Linked DNA regions of Gossypium hirsutum: region 2 is linked to region 1. Evidence: chromatin contacts called from public Hi-C data. All regions are on one chromosome and are shown on one strand. Each heading gives the region's core, a stretch centred on a gene start, on an enhancer-like site or on the middle of the called end of the contact. The rest is flanking DNA. Distances are from core to core; before and after follow the strand shown. Region 1 holds the start of LOC107912953 (zinc finger CCCH domain-containing protein ZFN-like). Region 2 holds the start of LOC107912958 (protein LUTEIN DEFICIENT 5, chloroplastic).

Region 1 (2,549 bases), core at 30-2,529:
AAAGAACTCCTATTTACTCTTGAAAGTTGAAAGGAATTTCAAAGAAACCAGAAAAAGGAAAATAGAAAACATGAAGTGAACTATTGTCTGGCAACCATGTAAGCGTGCATCCTCTTATTCAAAGAAAAGATTGCTTGAATAGCCTTTTCTTTAATCAAATTTTGATCAAATTCACCTAAATTGAAAAGATAATCAGTAAAAGCAGTAACAACATACACCTTAATCCTATCCAAATATATATAGAACTTAATATTTTTCTACAAGTAATAAAGCAATAAATGAAAAAAAAAGAAAAAAAAACCATATTGGTAAAGGAGAAAAAATCATAACAAAAAATTATAAATCTTATTTTAATTCCTAGAACCTTGAATTTGACTTAAAAAATTAAGAACGTGGAATCTCTAATTCTTCCCGGCAGCCCAAACAAAGCTTGCACAATTTATTCTAAATCACTGCATAATTGAATTGCTGTTAATGATTGAAACGCAATTAAATTAATTATTAGAAATCAAAATTTACATAATTTCTTAATTAAAAACTTAACGAAAAATAGAACTGATTTTAAACAATGATCAAACCAGAATTCTCCATAAAAATGGGCAAAAGGACAATTCCCAACAAGAAAATAACCAACGAAACACATGAACTGTATTTCACTTGCGTTTCGCAAAGGAAAAAACGTAGAATAATGATCATCATCATAATAAATAATAAAGAAACGGAGTAAATCAATGAACAAATATATATAGAGAGAGAGAGACCTTGATTCAACGAAGGTGAAAGCGAGGATCCTTCAGTGACAGGCACGGCCGCCGTTGCTGTTCGTGACATAGGAATTCCAGCATCGAATGAGAATCCCATTCAACAGTCATCTTCCTCCATCACCATCACTCAACGTTGTCACGTTAGAACCACCTCCACGCACCAATTCTCATTCCACGTTCCAAAACCGCGCTGTCACCTAACCACAAAAAAAAAGAAAAAAAAAAACCTCTTCCCTCTCCTTCCTCCTTTGCCAACAGAAACAAAATTATAGAAATACTAAAAAAGAGAGCTCTTCTTCACGGAAAGTCTGTCTTTGTTTTCTTAAAAACAATTAATATTTTTTCCAAATTTATTTAATTTGTATGTATTTTTGATAGAAGCGAAAGAGCGTTGTTTTCTCTTCTCCACACAAAACAAAAAAAAATAAAAAGAAACAAAAATAAAAAGGGAAAAATAAATGAACCATCCAAAACCCACCCACTTTCATTTGATTTGCTTTCCTTTGTTCAGTTTTAGCACACGCGCAAATACGCAGTATATTACTTTATAGAGCCACGTCATGGGCTGTTAAATTTGTAATTGACTCTGGTCGTTACCTAATCCTATTGGTGGTTTACATAATTTTACCACCTCTTGGAGCCTGGAGGGAAACCGGTTTTACTTTCCCTGCTTTTTTTCTTTTATTACAATTTCAGATATGAAAATATAATCACAACACCACGAGGCACACATGTCCAATTTTTTTTTTTTATATTTTAGAAATTGTGATCAAAGAATTTGAAATATTGTTGAAAATAGAATAATTCTTCATAGTGGTCCTAGAGATAAGTGACATAGATCTTATGGTGAAATGACCTTAGTACAACAATTTGGTAAGTTTGACATTTTTTTATAACTACGTATAGAAAGGACCTTAATTTTGGTTAAGATAGCCCAGATTTGACTTTTACAATCTTTCATGCTTTTAACTCCTAGATTTTAAAGAGCAACATTAAATTTTCATTCTAGATTTTGGGGCCAAAACTGATATCTTAAAACTTGTGGGAATTAAACCAATTTATTTTTGGTGGAAAATGATTGGAAGTTATTTTGTTTTTGGGTCCAAGTTTGATCTGATATTTGTCCATTTTAAAATTCATTTTCCCTGCCCAATTTAAAGAGGCCCTCAAAAGCCCACTAAACGTTCATTTGTTGGGCCCATTTGAGTTCTAATTTTTTACCCATTTTGCAGAGCAGTTTATTCTGATTAAGCTCAAATCTGTTCATTACTCCATTTTTCATTTCATATTTGCTGTTTTGGGACCCAAATGGGAGTCCAGTTTTAAGTTTTTAAATGCTCAAGCTGAGGCCCAATTTTAGATATCCATTTTAAAGCCTATTTTAAGCCCAAATTTGAAGTCTATTTTTAAGAAGTTAGATTCATAGAAGGCGTCTTTTATTGTTGAGGACGGTCAACTCTTTGGAAAAAAGTCTCCAGAGTGTAGTCTACTAGATAGCGTGGTATAATACTTACAAGTATGTGGCATAAATGCCTTAGATTGGTAGTTTGAGTCTGCCCACACACAAGTGACTACATAATTAATATAACACACTATACCGATATCTCTCCCTTAAGTCTTACAAGTCGAATTTCCACCAGCCGAGATGCTTCTCCTCTATGAACCCATCAAGGCTCTTGGTAGATGAGGGAGACAAAACTTCGATATAGGAACAATACCTAACACAGTTGACGTTTTAGCAGATTACTCAACAGATGACATTTTGAAGACTTCTCTTGAAGAAGT
Region 2 (2,549 bases), core at 27-2,526, 160 kb before region 1:
GGAATTCGAATTCGGCAGACGACTGTCTTGTTTTCCCAACTGTACTCCAAACAACTCCAACCTAACGCGCGCTTTTTAAATTGAAATTGAATTAACTTTAAGGGATGATTGTGACTATCTCATATTCTAGAGAGATAACAAATACTGTGTTGAAAGGTTTTTTAGTGCGAGTTCATATCTCACAATTTTTTTGTCGAAATAATAACCGGACTAAAGATAAAAGAAAATTAGTTGAACATGAAATTAATCATACTCAAATTAGAATTTAAAAGTGGATTTGAATAAAATGATAATAAGTGAAAAACAGAAATGAGTTACAAAACAATTAAACAAAAATAAGAAAAAGAAATGAGATGACAGAACGGTTTGCCAAAATCTACCACTACAGATGTATTGAAAAAGATTAGAGAAAACAAATTATAATTTTTATTCAATGTCCAATGTGTTTTCCAAAGACACCATACAATGTATTTATATATAATACATATGCTAATTTTAGGTTGATTCATCTAACAACGATCACATAAAATCATATTTTATACTAAATTTTTTTTCTAAATCTAGCTTTTTATAAAGTTAAATAAAAAATCTGATCAACCATAAGTTTTTTAGAATTTTTAATTCGACCCTCTTTTATTGTTTATGCTCTAATTTAGTTTGGTTTGCTTGTTAATTCGAATTTCGATATTCCAAATTAGATACAAATTACAAACCCAGTAGTAAGAATTATCGAAATTAGATACAAATTTAGCTTATTATCAATATAATACATAGATATGTCATCTAGTTTTAACCTAAAATAAACCATCAAAGTAAAAGCCAAAGAAATAGAATGGATTGATTATAACAATCTTATCTCCTCACTTAGTATTAATAAAATAAATAAATTATCACTGTTATCTTAACTCAATTAATATTTTAAAGGATAACATGTTTTAATTTAAAGTTGAAGATTTAAAAATTGGTATAAAAGAAAAAATAAATTATGATGATTATTAGAGTGATAAACAATTTAAAATTGGATGATCAAATACAATCAATTAAAATAAATAAAAATGGATATTTCTTATCTTGGACTGAGAATCCAAGCAATCCAGTCAGTCTGGTTTAAGGTTACGGGGGAGTAGGTTGAAGGAGTGTAAAAAAATGGTAATTAGATGACACGGAATCTAACGCTATCAACTGTTGGAAAGATTCCCCTGCCTAGTTCCTGTTCCTTTTTTGCGGTTAAGACATTACAAAAATAAAATAAGATAAAAAAAAAGAGTTTGAGAGTTGGAGGTCCCGCCACATTACACACTTCCTTTATTATCTTCAATTTCATTTTTTCTTTAAACCCATATTATCTTTGTCCATAAATTTCCATTGCCACCCTACTTTTATATGGCTGCCACTCCAGCTTTTCCTCTTCTTCAGCTTCGTTTAACCAAACCCAAACCCAAACTCACTGCTTCTTGTTTTAGACCTTATGGTATGTTCTAACTTTACAATTCTCCATTTTCTCTTTCTTTCTTTTCTTTTAAGCTTCATTTTTGCTTGTTTAATGGGATTTTCAGGCACATCTAAGTTTGGAATAGTAAAATGTGGATCATCTTCTAATGGGAGAGAGCCTGATTCAGCTGACAATGGTGTTAAAAGTGTGGAACGTTTACTTGAAGAGAAACGCCGGGCTGAGTTATCTGCCAGGATTGCTTCTGGAGAATTCACTGTTCAGAAATCTGGGTATTTTTGCCTTTGTTTCACTTTGTTTTTTTGGTTTTGGTTTTTATAACCTTTTAGCTGTCATTGTGATGCTTACTATTGTTTTGGGTATCTTTTGTTTTTCATCAAAGAAAAAGGGATGTTGACCTTTATTTCCCTTTCTTAATTTTTTCAATTAATTGTGGTTAAGAATAATATTTGGACTTGATATCCTTGTATTCTTTTGTAATCTTCCTTGTCATGTTTGGATTGGCTTAATTATATTTATATTGGTGAATGCTTAGTCTATTCTCTGACTTGTATTTATTTCTTTACTTCATAATAATTTCTGCTAATTTGCTGTTCTTTTTATGTCTTCCTATTCCTGGGAACTAGTTTCCCTTCTCTATTGAAGAATGGTTTGTCGAAAATTGGTGTTCCCAGTGGGGTTCTTGAAATCTTATTTAAAGGGGTTGATGATGTTGAAGATTATCCCAAGATTCCAGAGGCGAAAGGGGCGATTAAGGCCATCCGAAGTGAGGCCTTCTTCATCCCTTTGTATGAGCTTTACCTCACTTATGGTGGGATTTTCAGGCTAACCTTTGGACCAAAGGTTCGTGTGTCCTTTTCCATTTTGGCTTCTTTTTTTTTTTCTTGTACATAGCATTGTCCAAGATAATTATGGATTTCCTGTTACATACATGGGATGGGGATGTTGCTGCAGTCATTTTTGATTGTTTCCGATCCTTCCATTGCTAAGCATATATTGAAGGACAACTCAAAGGCTTATTCAAAGGTAAACAGTGGTGTACTTCTTGGCTTTTCTTGGATGGACTAATATTGCTTTATTGTTTTTGTCTCATCTTTTG

Evidence for each region. Hi-C and Micro-C count contacts between places; a contact is called where the count stands out from the background.
Region 2: a contact with region 1 is called in a Hi-C map of callus, with 2.6 times the contacts expected there. The contact joins the promoter of LOC107912958 here to the promoter of LOC107912953 in region 1. A contact is called at or near these places in 3 of 34 Hi-C or Micro-C datasets (callus and leaf).

The regions. Positions count from the first base shown.
Region 1 is chrA13:99,301,379-99,303,927 of Gossypium_hirsutum_v2.1, reverse strand. LOC107912953 (zinc finger CCCH domain-containing protein ZFN-like) reads right to left here and starts at 1,279. Exons shown (of 6, transcript XM_016841354.2): 1 at 762-1,279. The coding sequence starts at 861.
Region 2 is chrA13:99,462,273-99,464,821 of Gossypium_hirsutum_v2.1, reverse strand. LOC107912958 (protein LUTEIN DEFICIENT 5, chloroplastic) reads left to right here and starts at 1,276. Exons shown (of 16, transcript XM_016841359.2): 1 at 1,276-1,471; 2 at 1,557-1,722; 3 at 2,077-2,293; 4 at 2,405-2,476. The coding sequence starts at 1,384.